Linked DNA regions of Mus musculus: region 1 is linked to region 2. The links are chromatin contacts, called in public Hi-C maps. All regions are on one chromosome and are shown on one strand. The core of a region is the stretch at or near the end of the contact, and the rest is flanking DNA. Distances in the headings are between cores, read along the strand shown. Region 1 overlaps Stab2 (stabilin 2). Region 2 overlaps Nt5dc3 (5'-nucleotidase domain containing 3).

The links. Hi-C and Micro-C count contacts between places; a contact is called where the count stands out from the background.
Region 1: a Hi-C map of pre-pro-B cells shows a contact between it and region 2, with 2.4 times the contacts expected there. The contact joins two enhancer-like sites. A contact is called at or near these places in 2 of 484 Hi-C or Micro-C datasets (cerebral cortex and pre-pro-B cells), 1 of 115 datasets of contacts at active chromatin or transcription factors (embryonic stem cells) and 3 of 9 other capture datasets (adipose tissue, liver and pancreatic islet).

What each region holds. Positions count from the first base shown.
Region 1 is chr10:86,929,416-86,937,159 of GRCm38.p6, forward strand. Stab2 (stabilin 2) reads right to left here. Exons shown (of 69, transcript NM_138673.3): 24 at 5,433-5,529; 25 at 3,845-4,003. Among named protein-coding and RNA genes, the nearest start is that of Gm16271, 39 kb to the right of the region's middle. Within about 2 kb of position 3,921, at least 23 of the 459 cell types and tissues checked have an H3K27ac peak or open chromatin away from gene starts, as enhancers often do. A contact at or near this core is called in pre-pro-B cells, where this site is marked.
Region 2 is chr10:86,823,811-86,831,404 of GRCm38.p6, forward strand. Nt5dc3 (5'-nucleotidase domain containing 3) reads left to right here. Exons shown (of 14, transcript NM_175331.3): 11 at 377-463; 12 at 1,345-1,485. Among named protein-coding and RNA genes, the nearest start is that of Nt5dc3, 49 kb to the left of the region's middle. Within about 2 kb of position 3,086, at least 56 of the 459 cell types and tissues checked have an H3K27ac peak or open chromatin away from gene starts, as enhancers often do. A contact at or near this core is called in pre-pro-B cells, where this site is marked.

The DNA.
Region 1 (7,744 bases), core at 2,671-5,170, 110 kb after region 2:
GTTCTGTAAGCTTTATAAGGCAAATGGATATATGTTATATGCACATGTACAATATTTTATAAAATATGAAACCCAAGCATGCTTTGTGCATGGTGGAACCCAAGCTCATCAGCTACTAGAACAGCACCTCTGTGTCCCCAAACCCTAACCCTTCATATATTTGATCTAAACATGCTTGTCTTTTAAAAGCAACATTCATAGATATTCAAGTTATTATCCATTTAGTGTGTCTAATAATCCTTCCAATCAACTGCAACCCAGTGATGGCAATCGTAGACAGGGTTTATTTGATTTCCTAAATATGTTATAGAGACTTCCTCTCTCTTCCATCTCCCCTCAGGACATTTATCACTTGTTCGTGGGAGAGAATATAGACACTGTGCATACTGAAGTGTGTTCTTCGACCCCAAATTCATGCTTAAATCCTGACCTACAGGACTCTATAACATGACCTTATTTAGAAATAGGGTAATTATTATGCAGTTTCTTAAGACAAGGTCATATTTGAATAGGGTAGACCCTGAATCTAATGGACTAGCATCTATTTGAAAACAGGAGATGTATGCACAATGAGAATGTTGTAAAAATGTGAAGTTGGGAGTTAGGTAATGATGGCCCAACCCAAGATGGCCAGTAGGCCACCCAAGGCTAGGGGTGGAGCAAGGGACAGGGTCTCTATCTCTCTCCTTAGTATCCTCAGAAGGAGGCACCAGCTGACCTTGACTCAGGCCACCAGACTGAGACAATATATTTATTGTTCTCTGCTGTCCACTTTGTGGTACTTTTGTTATAGTAAGTCCTAGACAATGCATATGGACACCAAGACATCTTTGTTTTCTTTTCTCAGCTGCAGTCTGGTAACACAAATGAAGCAAATATTAACTCACTACTCAGGAGCATGAGTCTATGGTGGCCTCCTCTGTGATTAGATTCCTGGGGACTCATTGGAAAGCTCATTTACACTAGACCCATGTGAAGGTGCTGCTGTCAGAGGAATCAGAAGGGTAAATAGTGCAGCAGTCAGCTCATTTGGCATCGGTTTTAAGGTGTTTAGCATTTGGTCGCTCACATGGTCTGTCACCTTACACCAGATCATTTCTACAGGGTGACTTGTGGGCCTTGACCCTAGCTATTTATTATGCCCACAACCAAGCTCAGTGGTTCCCAGGAAGGGTCAAACATTGGGCAGAAATGTAAACGTCTGTTTGATTTTTGTCTGTCAGCATCTGCTCTGTCCCTCTCTAGAAAATGTACTCCATTTGGCTTTCGGGATACCACCATTCCCTCTTCTGGTTTATATAACAAGACATGGTCAATTCCTTCAGCCCAGGTTCCCACTATAGAGCTTCAGGTTGGGTTTGTCCCTTCTTGCGAGCATCCTGGCCTTAGGGCCTGATTTCTGCAGTTATGAGCATGGGCATGAGGAGATGGGAATGAGGAGAAATGATGGGAAAGTGTTCGGTTTGAGCCAACAAGAGTAAAGGAATCCTGGGTTTTGGTGGACATGATCACAAGATGTTCTCTAATCTATTGTGCCTAAAGGGGAGCAGGGGTAAGGAAGGCTGAAGTGCTGGAGGGCACCCCTTACCCAGGAGACTTTGCAGAACTTGGGGCCTGACAGACATACTTCTGAGCCCTGTATCACACTGCACCTACCTCAGCAGCAGCACACAGTCTTTATGGTTGTGTGAGCCCCAACTTTACCTCAGCAACTTCACACAGTCTTTGTGGTTGTGTGAGTCTCAACTTTTCTTTTAGACCTCTGTTTTTCCTTTTTCATCTTCTTAAAAAATTTGGTAAAGCATACCTGACAAAATTTACTGTCGTAACCATTTTTAATAGACAATTCAGGGGCATTAAGCACTCTCACGCTGCTGTCCAACCATCACTGATGTGGTTCCAGAACCTTCCGCATCTCCTCAAACTAAAAGCACCTGCTTATGAGTAACTCCATCTCCATACCAGACCCTGGTAGCTGTGTTTCTACTCTCTGCCTTTATGAATTGAGTCCATGAGAGATTTCATTTAAGGGGCTGGAGAGATGGTTCAGAAGTTAAGAACACTGGCTGCTCTTCCAGAGGACCCGGGCTCAACTCCCAGCACCCACATGGCTGCTCACACCTGTCTGTAACTCCAGTTTCAGGGCTTCTGACTGACATATAGGCAAAACACCAATGCGCATAAAATAAAAATAAAACACACACACACACACAAAGAGATTTCATCTAAGAGGTATCACCAATAAAGGCTTCACGTTCATCTAGGAGCTGTAGCATGTGTCAGAGATTAGTGTGAATAATGTTCTTAGTAACATGGTTACACAAACATGCCTTGGAGTCCCTGCTTTTAATTCTCTTGGGCAGTTGAGTCACTGGATCCTACAGCAATTCCACCTTTCATTTTCTGGAGAGCCGCTACTTAATTTTCCATGGCCCTGTCACTTTTCATTCTCCAGGAATGCACAGGTAATTGGATTTTCTATTAAAACCAACAGACTTTCCAGTGATCCAAATATATTCTCATACTTTCCCCTGGTTGTCACTGCCTGAGTAGCAACCTTTGTGGTCTGTGGTGGTCTGAATGAGAAAGGTCCTGTAGGCTCATGTATCTGAATGCTTGGTCCTTAGTTGCTGTAACTGTTTGGGGAAGGATTAGTGGGCGTGGCCTTAGTGGAGGATGTGTGGCTTTGTTGGAGGAGGCATGTCATTGAGGGTGGGCATTGGAGTTTCAAGAGTCCACACCAGGTTCAGTCTGTTTCTCTCTCTTTTTTTCTTTTTCATATTCTCTCTCTCTCTCTCTCTCTCTCTCTCTCTCTCTCTCTCTCCCTCCCTCCCTCTCTCCCTCCCTCCCTCCTTCCAAACTTCAGATAAAATGTATGCTCTCAGCTACTGCCCCAGCAGCATGCCTGGCCTGTTGCCACGTTCTCCACCATGATGGTCATGGACTCACGCTCTGAAACTGTAAGCAAGCCCCCGATTAAATGCTTTCTTTTCTAAGTTGCCTTAGTTATGGTGTCTCTTCATAGCAACAGAAAAGTAACCAAGACATGCATGATCTAAGTTCCTGACACACACGAGGGAATGTGTTGTCTAAAGCAGAAGGCTCGTGGTGGAATGACTGGAGCCATCAGAGAAAGCAAGGTTAGGCTTTACATTGCGCTCAGTCTCATGGGCAATGTGCATTTCTCAACCAAATCATCTGAAGGTTTAATAGAGCCTGGCTTTAGAGCACAAGCGTGCGAAGCTGTATCATCATCAAAAGGGGTGTGAGAGGGAGGTCCTGGTTCTTACTGTCTACGCCTTGTGCTCCTTTGACTCGGTGGAGCATGCCTATACTGTTTTGGGGGAGGAAAGGGCACATGGAAGACGGGGAGTGGGGACCTATCATTTCCATGGCCAAAATATTAATGTAGTCAGTATCTCTATATCTCTTCTTCTATAACCCTCTAATTCACGAGCAGTAGCCTCTGCTTCTTTTCATGAAATGAAGCCAGTTAAAATTAGGTAGCAATCTATAGAATGTTCTGGATACATGTGTGTGATCCATGGGTTAGGTGACTGAATTCTGACTGTATGTGAATCATAGTGAGATTGATTGCTTTTCTGTGGCACAGAAGAAATCACTAACCTGTCGCTAACCTCTCTGGGGCCACAGATGTAAGGTGGCATCCCAGTGACACTGATGTCTCAGACTCTTTATGATAATCAACCCATTCTTCCTACCACAACTGAGGGCAAAGCCATAGCAATTTCAAACCAAAGCACCTCTCTGGTTCTGATATATATATAAAAAAGTCACAACTGGAATCCTGCTTCCTCTTTTTTTTCTTCCCCAAGTCACCCACCTGCCCAGGGCCTACATATAAACAGGTGGCGTTGTCATGGCAGCCTCCGGAGCTAGGCAGCAGGCAGCTGTTGATCTCCACACAGTCTCTTCCGTTCCCTGTCCAGCCCCGCTGGCACACACAACTGTATGTCCCCGTGCTAGCTTGGATGCATTCTGCCTGCAGGAGGAAGAGCAAAAGTAAGACCTCTGAGACCACAGGCCAGCTGTGTGCAGCTGCCAAAGCCAGAGAGGATCTGGAAGAGTATTCTAGAAACACATTCGCATGGAGTGCAAACATCATAAAGCAACTGGGTGATTTCGACAGCAAGATTGCTTGCGACTGGTCAGCTGAGGGCTATAGCACTCAACACTCTCGGTTACTGATTCAGCCAGAGCCTGCTTTTGTTGATTTACAGAAGTAAAGAACCCACAGGAGCAGTGGCTCTCAACCTTCCTAACACTGCGACCCTTTAATACAGCCTGTCATGTTGTGGTGACTCCCCCAACCATTAAATTATTATTTCTTTGCTGCTTTATAACTGTAATCTTGCTAGTTATGAATCATAATGTAAATATCTGATATGCAGGATATCTGATATGTGATTCCTGTGAAAAGGTCACTTGTGGGCCTGTGCATGTCTTGGTCATGAAACTAGGAAAGGGACTGTGAAAGTGGAAAAGAGACTGTCCTCTTTTGGGGCTTTATTAGTTGTACAAACTAATGGGTTACATCCTGACATTTCATGTACATATATAATAAACATCAATTGTCCTCAGTGTTCTCCTGTCGTAGGCTGCTCCTCCCACCCCCTCCTCCTCCCTCCTCCTCCAGGGCTGCCTCCTACATTGTTTCTATTGTGGAAAGGGTGCAGGGAAGAGACTTCTGGAATATCTGTGACAGGAAGGGGAGGGGAGGGAGAGGACCAAAGTAGGAGGGCAAAGAGATGGGAGGGGTTTGGGGAAGAAGAGAGACAAGACAACGTGTATATGAAAAGGTCCTAAAGAGCCCATTACTTTACGTGCCATTTCAAAAACTCTGAGATTTAAAAACAAAACAAAACCAAAAGCAATCTGACATTTTGCACATGCTTTGTGCGTGTGAATCAGGCACTGCTTTCTGGGATGTCTCTCCCTCAGGATTTCTTTTAAAAGTGTTAGGCCACAAAACAACAGCAGAGCTGGTGGCTGTGTAGGGTGATGGCTCTGGTCCTACCTGGGTTGGTTTGGCCAGGAAACAGAAGCCTAAAGTGTGCCTCAGAAGCCCTTCACGGCTGGCTGAATACCCCTGACTTCAGCTGTCAGCACCTCCTCTGTCTGAAAGAGCATCCCTGCATCCCTGCCCGAGCTGTCCCCCCCCGCCCCTCCCTCTCCCCGACTCTGCTCCCTCCCCCAACCCCCTGTCTTACACCCATGTACAAAAAGCAAGCTCAAAGCTGTCACTGTCTTCCACTATTCTGAAGCAGCATGGCAGGTTATCAGCGTGGAAGGTTATTTTTTTACCTTAACGAACTGCTTTTCACTTCCACAGAGTAACTCCTGTTGTGCCTACTTACAAAAGGTAAGTGAAACAAAACCTGGGGCACCTGGCTCTGAGAAACAACACTCACGTTAGGACTACATCCTCCTCTGGAGGTCGATCCCAGGCAAGGGTCCTTCTTAGAACAGAGAGTTCCATCTCCTTCATAGCCGTCATTGCAGACACAGCTGTGGAAGAGAATGCATAAAATCAGCCTGATATCTCATGCTGGCCACGCAGGTGCAGGTGCGTATAGCCACCTAGGGAGGAGCCAGGAATGCCTGGGCCAGATTAGCTTTGTGCAGGAAGCCTGGGTGCAAACATGCGTGGATGATTTTGGGTGCCAGCTGTCGAGGCTGGCTGGGGATTCAAGCCCCACCTTAGCCATTGTGTAGCCTACCTTAGTCTCTTCCCAGTGGGGACACTGTCTTCTCACTTGGAAAATGGGTCTGATAGTTGTGGGAAGTTTGTTGGATTTCGCTGGCACCATCAGGCACAGTGGTGACAGCTAACCTGCTCTTACTGGACCAGAACCTGATTGATTGTAACCTTCTCCTTAGTTTGAGACAAAAACCGTGGTATAGCTCTGAAAATATCAATCAGGTGAGAGCTCTCTCCTTTTTTTCTTGTCCTTCGTGTATATATGTGTGTGTGTGTGTGTGTGTGTGTGTGTGTGTGTGTGTTTATCTCCTGTAAGATGACAATTTCTGGTCTCATTCTCCTTTCAAAAATCCCTTCCAAAATATCCTACCATCACACTTTTTCTATTTAATATGGGCCATTTGCTCGTTCACTGTTCACGCGATCATTGGTTGGATCCATATCTATTGAATGTCCTCTGACGGATGCTGGGGATGCCCTTCAGAGCCTCGTGCATCGCCCACTGTGGGCTTCCGTCAAACCTCCACATCCTCCTGGAACTTCAGCAACATACGCTTCAGAACGCTAGCGACTCTTTGTCTAGGATCCAGTTTCCTAGAGGAAGTCGATTTGTCTGGCATCCATACAAAAAGAGGGCTTGATTTCTTCCCACACAGGCTTCTGAGCTGCCCGAGGTTCTGCAGACCATGCAGACAGCCCACAGTGGGCGATGCAGGAGGCTCTGAGGGCTATTTTACTCATAGGTGATTTGTGGCATATACATGGATATGGTTTCCAGTTCCTTTGGCTGACACATTTCTATCATGTAGCCACAGGAAAGACATCAAGTCTCTGCCTTGTGCAGCCTGTGCTCTCCAGGGTGATAGCCCCCCACCCCATTCCCCCAAACAAGCCAGTGACTAAGCAAATGTAAATTAAGAACTGAAGCCAGAACAGGGCCGGGATTCCAGACATCCACCTCTTCCTCTAGGGTTATTTATGAAATGGTTATTGACTTTGAACTGGAGGAGAGCAAGCTTCCTAGGACATTTACTGCCCCCGCCCCCCCCTTCCCCAAGCTACTGTGGAGGAAGAAGCCAACTCCTTCCTCCATTCAACATCCTGCCAGATGCCTTTTATGTGGGATCAGCTACTGACAGCTTTTGTAAGAAAGATGCCTTCAAAGCAGGAGGTTCCTAGCTTTCCTTTGTGGTGGTAAACATTGGCAGAAGAACCAGACATAGAGGCACCCATGAGACCAACCTCTGGGCACACCTTCGAGGGATAATCTACGTTTTAACTTCTGGTCACTCCTGCCAGAGATTGTCTAGGTTAGGTTGGTCTCTGGGTACACGCACAGGGGATTATCTAGGTTAGGTTAGCCTCTGGCACACATGAGGGATTGTCTAGGTTAGATTAGCCACTGGCACAGCCATGGGGATCAAGTTGATTAGGCTATCTGAGGTTCTGAGTTCTACTTTGATATGGGCAATACCTCTTCATGGCCTCTGGTCCAGGACTAAATACAGAGAAAGAAAACTGAGCACACATGTCATCTCTCTGTTTTCCTACTGAGGATCCCATGTGACCAGCTGCCTCAAGCTCCTGTCACCACATGTCCCTGCCATGATGGGCTGTCCCTTGAAAATATGTGAGTCAAAACAAACTCTTTTGTCTTTAAACTGACTTTCTCTGGGTATTTTGTCATAGTAGCAAGACAGATCAGTCTTCCTCCCTCCTTCCCTCCTTCCTTCCTTCCTTCGTTCCTTTTTGATATTTTATAAAGGCAGAGGCCCAGAGAGATGAAGCAAACCATCCAACTTACCTCTGAGTTTCCACGGAGGAACTTGACCCTATGTTGTCCAAGTCCATGACTTACAGTGACTGTATATATAGTAGGCCACACACACACAGACACACAGACACACATAGAATCACACACAGACACACACAGAGAAACAGAGACACACATACACACACACACACAAACACATGCACACATACACAGAGACACATACACAGGCAAACACACAGACACACACA
Region 2 (7,594 bases), core at 1,836-4,335:
GGCTTATGTAATCTGAACTGTTCTTTTTGTTGTTTTTGAGACTGTCTCACTATGTCGTCCTTGCCAGCCTGGAATACGTAGATCAGGCTGGCCTTGAACTCACAGAGATCCTCCGCCTGACTCTGCCTCCTGAATGCAGGGATTAAAGTCGAACACCATCAGCATGCCTGACAGTGACATTTTTTTCAGAGTACATTTGGCATCAAAGAAAAGTCTGAAAGATTTTTCCAAGAGTGTGCTTTTAGCTTTATTTGTTGATATTTAAAATAAACCATAAGAGTTAAAAACAATTTTCCAAGTTTTAAAGCAGGTATCGTAGACTGTAGGCTCCTGAGTTTCTGACCTGTAATTGATCTGCACCCCTCTTCTGTTGCAGGGCAATTTGTATGAATTTTTGAAGCTCACTGGATGGAGAGGATCCAAAGTACTGTATTTTGGTGACCACATCTACAGCGATCTGGCGGTGAGGAGCCCTTTTCCCCAGTGGGGGGCGCTGTTTTTTAGAAACTCAGAGTGGCTCACGGTTTTGAAAGTCTCCCTTTTACAAAACAGGAGACATTAGAGTTGTGAAAAAATAGTTTTGTTTTTCTCTTTGAGATGATGGAAATTAGAAATGTATTCAAAGATTTAGTCAGAAACATTTCAATAGAACTATTGAAAGCACTATGATACGCTAAATGCCAGGGGGCTTTCTTTCCCTTTTATCAATGTCAGAAAACTTCCGGAGTGTGCCCGAATGCTCCCAGCTTCTTAGCCTGGTCCTGGTGGGTGTGCCCCAGAGGTCTGGGGAGTGCTGCAGTATTTATTGAATAAAGGATATTCCCTACACATGTGTAATGCTAGGGTTGAGGCCAGGACCTATTGCAGCCAGGCAGATGCTGTACCGCTGCTCTCCTTTCCTGGTCCTCTTATAAGTCTGCTTCTCATGGAAAACTTGACCTAGGATTCCAGGGGCCCCTCACTCAGTTTGAATGAGGACCATTCAGAGCATTTGAGTTGAGCCTGACCCTGATCTCACAGACCATGTTGTGTTTTGTTTTTCCCCACAGACCGTGTTTAGTGGTTCCAATCCCCCCTCCCCCATACCTCTCCCTCCCCCTTTCTGAAGCAGCTGTGAATCACAGCCATTATTTCCAGAACAGGAACTTTCTCTGGGTGACATGGTCAAAGCCCGGGGCCAGTTTGGTTCTAATTAAGTGTAATTCATCGAATTCAACTTGGTTAATGACTGACCATTACAATGAGGGAGTGATTGAGTAGCTCCCTCCCTGGTCTGGGAAAGGTAGCGCGGTGTTGAGTTCCGCGGGGACTGAGGGAGCGCCTGCCCTGTGATTTCTGTGTCAGGATCTGACCCTCAAGCACGGCTGGCGCACTGGAGCGATCATCCCCGAGCTCCGTTCCGAGCTCAGGATCATGAACACGGAGCAGTACATCCAGACCATGACCTGGCTGCAGACCTTGACGGGGCTCCTGGAGCAGATGCAGGTTGGCTGTGGTTCTTGTTTTGTTTTCTCTCATTTTTTTCCCCTTTAAGCCTGAAGATAATTGCGGATCAAAAGATGTCCTGAGTTTTGTGTGTAATTATGAAGTGTAAGGTTTAAGTTGTTCTCAGCAGAGTGTAGATCTGCCCGTGGTTATTTTGTTTGTTTGTCCTTTCTCCTTGATGGGACCCTTAAGAATGTTCCTGAGAGCCATCAAGAGCTTCTGCAGAGTCTTAAAGGTGGACGCTATTTTTGTGCTATTGTTGGTGAAAATTGGCTCATTGGGCCCCACTGTTATGCTTGTCCGCCCTCCTTGCCTTTAGATTACCAGAGGACTTTCCTGCACTGGCCTCATTTTCCCCAGAAGGATCTTTTGGAATGCGATCCTAGGTACCAAAGAGTCGCAGAGCCAGCTGAGATCCTGGGTCAGCCTCTAGTGGCAATGTGATCAGTGATTAGCTGTTTTCTCAACTTCAGTGATAATTCATGCAGCCAGCATGGGGCGGTTAAGACAGGAGCATTTGTTAGGCTCACTTCTTAGGCCAGGATGTCGCCCCTCTCAATACCTGTGACAGCTGTTCAGCTGTTCCCACCCCATCTCATGAGTCACCTGTATTCTCTCTTTATTCTGCCCTACCTACCATGCTGTGCGAGTGAGTCAAGACTTTAGATTGAGTGGTACAGACAGTCACTCTTGGCTGGCACACCTGCAGCTCTGGTCATGGCCAGCTGCCCACAGCTTCTCCTGCCAAGCTTTGAGGAGAGGCAGGGCAGGCCAGGCCAGGCCAAGTCCTCTCTCCCAGGGTATACATTCCAGCACATGGGGCCCCGCACGTCCTCCAGGTTGGGTTCTGGTAGGCTCTCGAGACCTTGGCTCTTGACTCTTCTGACAAGAGGGTTTGTTTTGCCTTCTTTACTGTGTGTGCTGTGAGATGATTTTCTAAAAATACCGGATGTCAAGTCTGGGCTAATGCAGCTGAGCCTGTGTCCGTGTCACATGCTGGCGTGGTGGTGGTAGCTGTTCCTTCTGTGGCCGCCATTGTGCCAAAGGCTTGCGCAGTGCACAGCAGTCCCTTGGTGCTGGCAGCTGTCCTGTGTGCAGGTGCAACCTTGCCATCTGAGAACCAGGCTGCAGGGTTTTGAGAGCATAAAATGATGTAGAGAGGTTCAACTTTAGGCTGTGTGATGCCTAAGTCTGGGCTTTGCTGCGCCACTTGGAAGTGCTTGCTCCCTTAGGGGTTGTCAGGCGGAGCTGAGCGTCTGTGATAGTCTTACGTATGGGCTCTCTTTCTGTGTTTTGAGTTAAGCTGCCTATGGTTAAGTAGTCCAGAAATAGGAAAGGGGAAAATTTGGAACCAAACAATTTGTAAGTTGGAAGTAATATTTACAGAATATTGTTAAAGCTCCTGCTTTATTATTAGGTATTGATTCCTTATTTTGTGTCTTATTTATAAATCGATCTTTGGTATAGGTATGCACAGATAAGAAAAACAGTGTATATATAGGGTTTGATGGTGCCCACGATTTTAGGTTATAAGGGTTTGGGGACGTGCCCTGAGGATAAGGAAGGTGGCTTCTGCCTGACCTGCACCCTTTCTGTGACTGTGCATCTGATCAGACTCACAAGTGACCTGCATGTCATGGCTGTAGTGACCGAGTGGCACATGGCTCTGGAAACAGGTTTTGTTTATTTTCCTTTCTGGCCTATGGAAAATGCTTGATGGCTAAGAGAATAGGTAGCCTTGGTTAAGAGAATGGGTAGCCTTGACAATATTTCTGTGACATATGGAATGAATTACACAAGACTTGGTTAGGGAAGTAAGAAAGGGGAAATAGCACGTATATTTCTACCCTGGTTTTATAGGAGAGAAAACTGAGGCTGAGAGAGAAAGTAACTTTTCATTATAGAGTAGTCTGTAGTATGAAGCCATGTAGCTGTGAAGTCTGACTGACTGAAGGTTAGACCCTTGTGCTCATTTCCTCCTCTCGGCTCTCTGGGACAAGCCTGAGATCACAGCCTGCACATGTCCATCCAGAGATTCCCTGAGCCCAGTAGAGAAATCCCTGATGCTGGCCTCACTCTGGTGTTCGGCCCTCTGGTCTTCACCTGCCTGGTCCCCTCAAGCTCTGGTGCATTGACGCCCTCATTGGTACCACATTTCAAGGGGTGGGCTGTCAGATGAGTGTCTTTTCTCACTGCCCGGCCCTCAGCACCACAGCCCCAGTCTGGAAAATTCCATTATCTAGAGCGCTCCTGTGGTGGTTAGTTTCAGAGAATGTATCCCATTATTAAGAAAACATGTCCTGGGAGATTGGGTTTAATTTGAGGAAGAGCAGCAGAGTCATTTGGAGTTAAGCCTGACGAGTTACGCAGAAGAGTAGAAGTCTCTCCTTGGTCGTGAAGTACGTTTAAAATGGGTGTGGCTGCTGCTAGGAGAGCTGGTGACTTGTGGGCCTTTGCAGGAGGCCGCTCAGACCGCATACGGGCGGCAAATTTCTTTAAAGGCCAGGAAGCGGATATTATAGGGTGTGTGGGCTCTGGACTATGTCATAAGCACTCAGTGTTTCTCAGTACAGCCATTAAGTAATAATAAATATTTCTAGGCAGTGGTGGTGCATGCCTTTTATCCTAGCACTTAAGAGGCAGAGGCAGAGGCTGGTGGGTTTCTGTGAGTTCGAGGCCAGCTTGGTATACAGAATGAGTTCCAGAATAACCAAAGCTACCCAGAGAAACCCAAACCCAAGACCAAACCAACACCAACATCAACACCAACTGAACAAAAAGTACTATTGTGACTAATAACTTAGACCCAAGTACTTTAAATAGGCTTGATACTTGAGGATTGTTTGACAGTGTCCCTTGTAGAGAAGGGATGGCACACGAGGGTAGGTTTTCTCTCATGGGGACAAGCACATTTGATGCTGGTGCCGTGGGTTCTGGTGAGGAGATTGCTGGTGCGATGCAGTGATGGAGAAAGCCCTGGAGGGTAGGTGTTAGGGTGTCAGAGCCAGGCCCAGGAAGAGCTCTCTCAGGACAGGCACAGAGCAGGGTGGCCCTGCCCTGGGAAAGCTGCTCTGTATTTGCTCGGTCGTCTGTGGTCACGGTCCACTGGGTCCCACCATCGTCCTTGGGCGCCCTCTAACTTCAGGACCAGGGCTTACCTGTTCAGTGGATGAAGATGCCAAGTGTGGTGTCCTAAGTTCAGTACTGGGATTCTCAAAAGAGAATCCATCCTGCAGTTTGCCTCTGACCTCTTGTCTCCTCATGCTGACACATACATGCCCTCTCCCCAAGTAAATAAAGTGTACAAGAAAAACAAAAAACTTAAGAGAGTCAGGACTGGTGGTAGAGAAGCAGAGGCAGCTGACACGCGGTCTCCCCCATCTCTGGCAATGCTGACCTGGAGAATGGTTCTTGGACTTGGAACTTGAACTTGGATCTTCCAGTCGGCTCTTTCCATCTACAGAGCCTGCGCTGGGTTCACCTGAGGGCTGGGAGTGCAGAGGAGAATTTGCATGGCTTCTGGCAGCTACTCTGAGAAAGAGATTAGTTTTGGCACTTCGGCAGGCTAGTCACCACCCTGGAGACTTCCCTCTTGCAGGTGTGGCTCTGTCTCATTCACACCAGGCTGCTGTCAGTCTGTCATAGACCAGTGGCTTAAGTACCACCTGCTTCCTGCAGTTCCCCGACTGAGGTGCCAGCTGTCACTGTTGGTAAGATCTGGCCTCGTATGGTAGAGAGGTTGGAGAATTCTGAGGTCTCCTTTATCAGGCCGTGGATCTCATTGGTAAGAGCAGTCCCACTCAAGGAGTTAATTACCCCCCTAAGGCCAGACCTTCTAAGACCATGCCTTGGAGGTAAGCATTTCTGCTTAGGAATGTCAGAGATATAAGCACCCTATCTCTAGTGAGCGAGCTCCTTCCTGCTTATGTGAGGTCCCAGGGGCCTAGTTTATGGACTAGGATGGAGTGGTGGCCAGAGGTGAGGCTGAAGATTGGGTTGTCCCGGGGTTTTCTGTGGCCTGTTCCCACAATGGCTGCCCTCTTTTTGCCTGTTGTGTCTTCAGTATCTGGCACAGGGAAACCTGGAATTCAGTGGGCACTGAATGAACACAGGCACACATGCATGCACACATGCTCAAGCACACACACACACACACACACACACACACACACACACACACACACACACACATCTCTTCCCCTTCCCCATATTTTGCATGTCTAGAAGTTCCTTGAGGTACCCTATGGATTTTAGCTCTAGAGTCTGTGGTGGGTAATTTGTTAATGTAAAATGTGGACACCAGGGCTGTAGAGATGGTTCAGGAGTTAAGAGCACTGGCTGTTCTTGCAGAGGTCTCAGGTTAATTCCTAGCACCCACATGACATCTGTAATTATAGTCCCTGGGTATCTGATGCCCTCTTCTGGTCACCATAGGCACTACATGCATGTGATAGGCACAGACATACTGCAGGCAAAACACCCATGCACGTATAAAATAAATGTGAACCCTAACTAAAAACATGTCTACAGAACCCCTCTCAGAGCTCACAGTGGTGCAAGCTCAGGGCCCTGGTGCTGCAGTAGAGCACAGATAGGATATTGTCAGTGTCAGCTACGTCCTGGGTGGTGACAGATACCAGGCAAGAAATCCAAGTCTTGGGCTCAGCCGCGACAGGTTTTGTCTGGCTGACTATTGAGCTGGGCAGCAGATCTTTGACTGTCAGATGGGAAGCACGTGGTCTGTTGTATAGTCTTGTCCTCTTGAGTCCTAAGATTGCCTAAGGTGGTGAATTGAGGCAGCACCATGTGTCCCCTGCAGTTGTAAGTCCCTGACTCTGGTTGTTTGTGTGCCACATAATGGCTTGTAGGGTCCTGTCCATCAAATTTTTTTCCATCTGCTTACATTTTGACTCCTCAGAAAGTCATATTTCCCTTCCATTGAAGCTAAAGTAACATTAAGGGATATAGAAACTAAGACTGTTCCTCTCCTGTCTCGAATTAGTTTAAAACATGCTCATTCAGTGCTCATTTCCAGCTGTCATGGGCTTAGCTAGAATCTGTGGGTGTACTGCCACGCCCACCACGCCCACCACCCCCTTCTTGCCCATTTCTCAACCATTGCAATCTTATTCAGGGAGGAGAGGCAGTAGGTATCATGAAATGTATATTTAGAAAGAACAACACTATCAACCAACCAGACCCCCACAGAGCTCCCAGGGACTAAACCACTGACCAAAGTGTACACATGGGAGGGCCCATAGCTCCAGCTGCATATGTAGCAGAGGATGGCCTTGTCGGGCATCAATGGGAGAAGAGGCACTTGGTCCTGTGAAGGCTTGATGCCCCAGTGTAGAGTAATTCGAGGGCAGGGAGGTGGGAGTAGGTAAGTGGGTGGGGGAACACCCTCATTGAAGCAGGGGGGATGGGATAGGGGCTGGGGGGGCGACTGGGGAAGGGGATAACATTTGAAATGTAAATAAAGAAAACAGCCAATAAAAAATAGATGTAATGGGCACATCACATTTCATATGTGTATGTAATGTGTTTATATATAACATTTAATAAGTTTCATGTCTTCATAATTTTCTATTTTTCTTGATTAAGCTACACTTGTCTTAGAGTGGTGTATGTGCACGATAGTGTTCGCACACCTCCTCATTTGTGTGAGGTCAGAGGATATCTTGCGGGAGGTGGTTTTTTTCTTTCAACAGGGAAGAGCTCAGATCAACAGCCTTGGTGGCAGGTGCCTCTGTCTGCTGCACCCTCACTCCAGCCCTATGCTGGCTGTCTTGTTAGGGTTTCTATTTCTTCAACAAAACACCATGACCAAAAAACAAGTTGAGGGGAGGGTTTATTTGGCTTGTGCATCCAAGTCGCTGTTCATTACCCAAAGAAATCAGGACAGGAACTCAAGCAGAGCAGGAACCTGGAGGCAGGAGCTGATGCAGAGGCCACGGAGGGGAGCTGCTTCCTGACTTGCTCCTCATGGCTTACTCAGCCTGCTTTATTATAGAACCCAGGACCACCAGCCCAGGGATGGCTCCACCCACCATGACCTGGGCCCTCCCCCATCCATCACTAATTAAGAAAATGCCTTAGAGCTGGATCT